2 separate regions of the Sus scrofa genome follow, and region 1 is linked to region 2. A link is a contact called in public Hi-C data. All regions are on one chromosome and are shown on one strand. The core of a region is the stretch at or near the end of the contact, and the rest is flanking DNA. Distances in the headings are between cores, read along the strand shown. Region 1 overlaps DLC1 (rho GTPase-activating protein 7). Region 2 overlaps DLC1 (rho GTPase-activating protein 7).

What was found. A called contact is a pair of places that touch in the nucleus more often than the background predicts.
Region 1: a contact with region 2 is called in a Hi-C map of liver, with 3 times the contacts expected there. The contact joins two enhancer-like sites. A contact is called at or near these places in 5 of 47 Hi-C or Micro-C datasets (embryonic fibroblasts, liver and skeletal muscle) and 1 of 2 datasets of contacts at active chromatin or transcription factors (skeletal muscle).

Annotation. Positions count from the first base shown.
Region 1 is chr17:1,421,271-1,425,117 of Sscrofa11.1, forward strand. The region is part of intron 4 of DLC1 (rho GTPase-activating protein 7); the gene reads right to left. Among named protein-coding and RNA genes, the nearest start is that of C17H8orf48, 190 kb to the right of the region's middle. Within about 2 kb of position 1,746, at least 10 of the 83 cell types and tissues checked have an H3K27ac peak or open chromatin away from gene starts, as enhancers often do. A contact at or near this core is called in liver, where this site is marked.
Region 2 is chr17:1,348,989-1,353,360 of Sscrofa11.1, forward strand. All of the region lies in intron 5 of DLC1 (rho GTPase-activating protein 7), which reads right to left. Among named protein-coding and RNA genes, the nearest start is that of C17H8orf48, 260 kb to the right of the region's middle. Within about 2 kb of position 2,858, at least 6 of the 83 cell types and tissues checked have an H3K27ac peak or open chromatin away from gene starts, as enhancers often do. A contact at or near this core is called in liver, where this site is marked.

The sequences.
Region 1 (3,847 bases), core at 496-2,995, 71 kb after region 2:
CTAGCTTTCACAGTAGGTCAAGAGAGAACCCTGTAGAAATACATTTGTTGACATAAATTGAGAAAAATTACTTTGAGTTAAACTGATTACCTCTGTCCTTTAGAATTAGAAGCACACTGGGTGTAGAATCCAATCAGTCCAGTGCCCTATGTGGCTTGCTGATACCCAAGGTTATGTGGGAGGAGCAGATCCATCCTTTTTTGTGGTCTGTTCTCCTTCGTTGTAGGAGAACTTAGTGGTCTCAGCTCCCCTTAAGACACTGATATTTCCGGGATTCTCTGGAAGGTCAGTGAATCTGTGCCTTTATCCTGTGGAATCAGCCTGCAAACACAAGGTGCCTTGGAGCACATCACATCCAAATGCAAAAGGTGCCACAGATTTCACTTTTGAGAATCCAGGAGTCTGCCTTCCTCAATTAACCTCCTACAACACTTTCATTGTACACCACTGAGCAAGCAGCCTCGAGACGGTGTTGCTTCTGGGTTTCCAGACATGTGTCATTTCCACTGCATATTTAGTAGCACATAACTGCCTGAAGTGGGGAGACGGGAATGTGAGGCATGTCTCACTGAGGAGGAGGGTTTTTATATTTCAAAAAAAAAAAAAAATCACTCAACTGCTAATGGAAACGTCAACCTCCCAGCCCTATTCTTAAAAATAAATAAATACAAGGAGTTCCTCATGTGAGAGGCACATTAGGGACACAAGATATTCATTTCCATGAAGTCACTCACAGCAGGCCTGTCTGGAAAAATGCTTTCATCTTCTGTGAAGGGAGGAGGAATTGTACCAGCAAGAAGGTTTAAAGACCAAAACTTTGAAGTGGAGGGTGAAATGGGAAAAGTGATCCTCCGGTCAGGTGAATTTGGGCCAAACCAGATTAATTTCTACATTTCAATTCAACATGGGCTGCATAGAGACTACAGAGTCATGATTTGTAAGGAGATGCCTCTCGGTCCTGTCCAGCAGTGGGCACACGGGGTTTCCTACAGTTTGGTATGTCCACCATGACCCTGGGTGCAGAGGGCAGCTGAAGAAGTAGGTGCTGCACCGCTGGAGCTGGACAGCTCTGCTTTGAGCTGCTTCGTGGATTGTTGTCTACTTAAATTCACTTACTGCACATTCACTGAGCATCTGCTATAAACTGCTGGTACTATGTCAAGTGTGATCAGGTGATAGTGATCAAGATAGATGTGGCCTTGGCCTCGTGAAGGCTGTAGGCTCTGCAAAGTTCCCTGTGGGCTGTTGGGAGGTATGAGTGTGAACACCATGAATGGGGTTCCAGCACGCTCATATTGAAGATGAATAAACTGAGGTCCTGACAGAATCCCCCAAAGGATTAACTGCAAAGTTGGGAAACAGAATCTGGATGCCGTGACTTAGACTTTAGTGTTATTCCTCCTACGTTCAGAGCTAGGACAGGAAGAAAAGGCATAAAAAAATCTTAGAAATCTGCTCAACTCTAGGGGATGTGAATTTCGGTCCATGACTACATCTTATCTCTATTTCTGTTCATTCAAGTGCTCTCTCAAGATAGAATCAAAGCTCTTCACCCATTCTTGGACATGGAGAAGATCAGATACATGGGCCTTTTTCCTTCCAGACTGGTGTCTCCAACTTGCATTTGATCAGAGGTCATCTGCCTGCTGTTCGTTTCAGAAGCTTTTGCCTCAGTCCTTCTCCATTCAAGCAGCCCTTTCTACACAGCCAGCTCTCTGTGGAAACCTTGGGGCTCTCTTGCATTCTTTGCTGCCCTGCATCACTTCCTTCCTTCCTTTCTTGTAGGCACTGGGAATACTTTCTCTCCAACCCCCATTCCTGCTGCTGTTCACTCTCCCAGCCATGACCTTTGCCTCTTTCCCTTTCCTCTCTCTGTTTCCCTTGAGGCTCTGTTGCTGTACTTTTATACTGCTGAAAACCAGGATGTGGTGGGATAGAATTCAATGTGTTTTCCTTTTGATTCTGAGCTTCTGCCTTGTTTTCTCAATGTCTGCTTAAAAGCCCTCACTCTTTCTTTTCTTTTGCTTTTTTAACGGCTGCACTGTGGCATATGGAAATTCCCAGGCCAGGGGTCTAATCAGAGCTGCAGCTGCCGGCCACAGCCACAGCCACAGCAATGCCGGATCGGAGCCATATCTGTGACCTGCACCACAGCTCATGGTAACACTGGATCCCCCACCACTGAGGTAGGCCAGAGATCAGACCTGCATCCCCTTGGATACAAGTTGGATCCTTAACTCATTGAGCCACAATGGGAACTCTTGCCCTCACTCTTTAAAATGCTGTGTTTCAACTTTAGTCCCGAGCACTGGTCCTGCCTGTGGTGCCTCTTTCCCCTTCGCATCTGTACATATCTTCAGTCCTGTCTCTGGCAAGGTGACATCTGATCAGGCTTTTACATGAAAAAGGGCAACTTACAGTGTTTATGATTCAGGATGTGGAATGTTCCTTACTCAGTCTGTCCAGACCTTGACCTCCTGAAACGCACGACTCAGAGAATTGTTGGCATTGATCTTATGCTGTCCTTAAAGATCCTGTAATACATTCATCTCCTGTTCTTGGCAGCTGCTTACAGGTTAGTCCCCATAGCTCAGTCCTCATTAGGGGCATGATACAGGATGGAAGGAATGGGAAAAGCAACTTCTACCTACCAAAGAGTGTCCCATGAATTATTTCTTTGTACAATGTTGTTTATTATAGTGCAAAAAACCCAAAACAGTGCCTGTTTATTTTTGAGAAGAGATTGTTTTCTTTATACAGTTCAGCACATGGAGCACATGGACTTTCCTGTACCCTTTGAAATCCTAAAATCAGAATCTCCACAATCTAATTAACATCCTTTGTGGAAGTGAAACATTCTATGGTTTATTTTTATCTTCTGTGTATTCCTTCATCTGAATTCAACTATTTGAGGATGAATTTGGTGCTTGGCCTACCTGCCAACACCAGTGCAAAGAAGACAGGACAGAATTGAGTTTTGAGAGATTTTTTGAGTTGCATTTGCAAAGGAGGATGATATGATATTATTAGGACAAGAGCTTGGGAAGGTTTTCAATTGGGAGAGTGATTTTATAGAAATAAACATATGTTGTCCTCTCGGCCCAATTAGCAATCATTTTGTGGGGTTTGAATTGTATCTGTGGCTTTAGGATGGTTTTCTGTTGAGTAAAGCTGATAAGTCCAGTCAAAGACCAAATCTTTGATCCTGGCCTCAAGTGAACATGGTGTTTCAAATGGCTGAATTTTTTTCCCAGTAACTCAGAGAGGAAGAGAGACTCAGAGCTGTTTTGTTGGGAGCAATGATAGAGAGTTTTCAAACAGATAAAGTACTGATCTCCACATCAGCAGTAAGCGATGAATGTCCCACAGTGATAAAGGGCCCTTAAACACCACATCATCTATGTCCTCAGGAAGTACATTTTCCATGACACCAAAGCCAAATTCACATGCTGTCCCTTTCTTTCTTCCCTTCCTAACTCCCCATATTTCTTGCCAGAGAGCCCTGACCCCTTCTCCTTCAAGATCAGGGCATCTCTGGCTGATTGAAGCATTGCCTTTATCCTTCATGTAGCAAAACAGTCATAAGGTCAAGTTCTTATTTGCTGCAGGGAAATCACAAAGGACCTGAGGACGAGATAGAGGGATATTACCCAACAAAAAAATACAAGACAATTTTTCCCAATATGGAAAAAAATTCTTTCAAAATATTAACGTTTACCAGTGGGGACACCTTCTATGCAAGCTATTCTTATGTGCGTACTGAGTAGATTCCTGGGAGATGGATCTGGACGGTCTGGTGTGAACTCAGGCTAAACAGCCCTCACAGAAGGGCAGGTGAGGGTTGGAT
Region 2 (4,372 bases), core at 1,608-4,107:
ATATGAGAAAAAGAATGTATATGTTTATGTGTGACTGGGTCACCTTGCTGTACAGTAGAAAATTGACAGAACACTGTAAACCAGCTATAATGGAAAAAAAAGCATTAAAAAAAACAACAGGAAGTAAATATAAGGAAAGAGAGAGACTCCTTCTTCTTCCTGACTGATGCAACAATACCTTATTTCCTTTTCAACTACTGAATCTCAGTACTACCTATGCTTTCTAAGCAAAGTTCACTGTGGTTGAGAAAATCACCTTGTCTATGAGAAAGGAAGCTGCTGTAGACTGAATATTTGTGTCCCCCCCAAATTCATATGTTGAAACGTAATGCCCAACGTGATGGTACTAGGAGGTAGAGCTTTCAGGAGGTGATGAGGTCATAAGAGTGGAGCCCTTGTGAATGGGATTAGTGCCCTTCTAAAAGAGACCCCAGTCAGCTCCCTTGTCCTTCCTGCCATATGAGGGCTTGGCAAGCACGTGATGTCTACAAACCAGGAAGCCAGCCCTCACCAAACACTGAATCTGCTGGCACCTTGATCTTAGACTTCTCAGACTCCAGACTGGGAGAAATAAATTTCTGTGTTTGTGAGCTACTCAGTCTATGGTATTCCATTAAAGCAGCCAAAAGACTAAGGTTGAGACAGGCTTCATTTCAGTCCTGTCCCTTGACAGTTTTGTGATCTTGGGACAGTGTTTTCACAGTTGATAAAGAACGGATTGACAAGCTGGCTGATTCGGGTGCAGAGAGGGAGATGGAAGGGATGACTATCAGAATCACACAGGGTGGGCCCTCTCCTGTTGAAGTAGAACAGAAAGGAAAAATGATTCTACTGGGCTAGATGGTCTCATTCTACTTCTGAAAAATACCTCAAAATAATCTTAACTATTGGCAAATTAATTGGCCATATACTTTCCTCAAGCTATTTTTAGTGACTTTGAATATGTTTCTTTGGAATTGTTCATTTATTTATTTTGGTTTTCTTCCTTCTCAATTAAGGAAATGGAAAGTCTATCTTGCCTTGGAATTTCATGCATAGTAAGTGGTTGAGGTTTGCCATGAGGACCATAGATCGTTGGTGATGGAAGAACACTCAAAACTGAAATATTTAAAGAAAAACAAAGGACAGATGGTTGCAGGAAAAAGATCAGGTAGGTGATTCTGTCATTTAAGTAAAATATGATTTTTTTTTTTACACTTTTTAGGACTGCACCTGCAGCATATGGAAGTTCCCAGGCCAGGGGTTGAATCGGAGCTACAGCTGCCAGCCACAGCCATAGCCACAGCAACATAGGATTGGAGCCATGTCTTTGACCTACATCATCACATCTTATGGCAATGCTGGATCCTTAACCCACTGAGTGAGGCCAGGGATTGAACCTACATCCTCATGCATACTAGTCAGACTTGTTACTGCTGAGCCACAACTAGAACTTCCAAAATAAGCCTCCTTTTAATCTAGCTAATTTTAAAGAAATGGTTAGCATTTCTTAGGAGGATGATTGGCTCTAAAATCTTTAGAAGCAGCTATTTTCTTTCATTCAGTAAATTTATGTGTTATCTCTTCTTTATCTTAATGGTGCCACTAGTTGTTTATCAGGAGCAGTGGTTGAATTATAATAAAGTGGAACTGAAGTTTTAAAAGTGTATCACCAAAACAAAAACATAACTCAAAATTTTTGACTTTTTTCCCTAAACTCATCATTAAATCCCCTGTGATGTGTGCATATTAAAAGTCCTCTATCAGTGCTAACTATCATTTTTATCTACTGGGTTTCTGGTATTGTAATGCATGATTAAAACAAACAAACAAACAAACAAACAAACAAACAGTTCCTGCCTCTTTTCACAAACTACTTAATAGTAAAGGAAGATGTGGTATATATACACAATGGAGTACTACTCAGCCTTATAAAGAATGAAATAATGCCATTTGCAGCAACATGGATGGAACTAGAGACTCTCATATTAAGTGAAGTAAGTCAGAAAGAGAAAGACAAATACCATATGATATCACTTATATCTGGAATCTAATATAAGGCACAAATGAACCTTTCCATAGAAAAGAAAATCATGGACTTGGAGAATAGACTTGTGGTTGTCAAGGGGGAGAGGGAGGGAGTGGGATGGATGGGGTGCTTGGGGTTAATAGATACTGACTATTGCCTTTGCAATGAAATCCTGCTGTGTAGCACTGGGAATTATGTCTGGTCACTTATGATGGAGCGTGATAATGGGAGAAAAAAGGATATATACATGTATGTATAACTGGGTCACCATGCTGTACAGTAGAAAATTGACAGAACACTGTAAACCAGCTATAATGGACAAAAATAAAAACCATTACACACACACACACGCATACACACACACACACATACACACACACACACACACACACAAAGAATAAGGTCAGTTGGGGTAACAGCACTGATTAGTTTTAAAAGATTTACTATTCTTAGCGAAAATTATCATCACTCTCTGAGACCTGTTGGAGTTTGGACTCATTCCATTTTCCCAATTTTCTCTCATTACAAACACAAACTCTGAGCTCCAGCTGGCTGGGCTGCTCCATTGCATCACCATGCCTTCTGCATTCCCACTAGCTGAACTTTGCCAACGCCATTTTCCTTGACTAGAAATGTCTCAGATCTTCCTTTTCAGTTTTTCACAGCTTTTTGTTTCGGCAGATTCTCTCTGGATCACTCAGCTCAGGTGACCTCTCTCAGCTCAATGTCTAGAATATCTTACCACTTGGCTGTTGCTACTTATCTTGACAAGCAGGCTGGAAGCTTTCTAAAGGATATGTCCTCAAGGTCTAGAACAAGGAAATCCTGAGCCAGCTAAATAGAAGAGGCCGGAAAGGCAGCACATATCCATATCATTTGTTTCCAGCCTTCCCTGCTTATCCCTGACCCTCAGCTGTCCAGTGGAGGGAGCAGAGGGAAAGAGGGTAAGGATGGGCTGACATTTGGCTGGACTTGGATTAACCTGGAGTAGGGATAATAGTTCCATTGAGGGGAAGCCAAGGACCATAGACTTACTAAAGAATTATTTTTATGTATATCAGTCTTTAGCAATATATGGCAGTGATTTTTTTCAGGGTCACTTGGGCTGTTTCTCAGATTCCAAAATTGCAAACAAAGTATGTTTGTATCCTTCCTCTATTTTCCTCTTGAACGCCTTCACTCCTGAGATCTCTTCCTTTTTCTTCTGACTCTCCAGAATCACCACTGCAGAATTCACTGCTTCACCTCCAAATACCCCTATCTCACAGAGGTCTGAATTCCTGTTATGGAGTGCTTGACAATACTAGCTGGGTGATTCCAAGATGAAGCTTAGGCCTGGGGGAGGAGGAGGGAGATACAGGGCTGTAGAGAAATCCATAGCTAAAACAAGAACCTGGTTTAAAATAAACATATCCTTATTGCATGAGAGTGGTGGGACAACCAAGACCTCCAGCTCTTCTTTGCAGAATCTCTGTTCTTTTTTTCTCCTCCTATCATGTCTCTGTATGGAATTATTTCCACTGCTTTGAAATGTTTTTTTTTTTTTAATTTGATTGAGCAATGACTAGGCTGGTTAATAGCAAATATGCAAAAGTATATGACACACTAGAGCATCTTGATGATTCTGCTTGTCCAATCAACTTTCCATATGTGTGCATCTTTTCTCTCATCTTGATCATAAACTCTCTGAGTGTAGTGTCTTAAAGAGTTTTATGAGCCTAGCACACTATTTGGTAAAAACAGATATTCAAAAACATTTCTGGTTATATTTATAGTAAAATATGACTTTTCTCTAGCCATTTAGTGTTATAATAATTTTCTTTAGCCTTAGGATTTTGTTTTGTGGTATAAACTTTGAAGTACATATTGATAATTATGTGCATGTGGAGGAAGAATAAATGGGAAACTTTCATTGACATAAACCAATGATCCTTAAACTTTAGTGTGGATTAGAATTCCCTGGAATGTATATTACATTTAAGATCCTTGTGAGTTCCCATTGTGGCTCAGTGGTAATGAACCTGACTAGTATCCAAGAGGATGCAGGTTTGATCCCTGGTCTCACTCAGTGGGTTAAGGATCTGGTGTTGGCAGGAGCTACAGTGTAGGTCATGAGCTGTGGTGTAGGTTGTAGACACGGCTTGGATCCCACATTGCTGTTGCTGTGGCGTAGGCCAGCAGCTACAGCTCTGATTTGACCTCTAGCCTGGGAACTTCCATATGCCATGGGTGCAGGCCTGCCTAAAGCTCCAAAAAAAGAAAAAAAAAAGATGTTGGGCCTAAGAGATTCTGATCCAGGAAGCCTGGAGGAATCTCGGCAAATGTTCTAGAAAAATTTGAGTCATATTTTAAGAAATTTTGCTG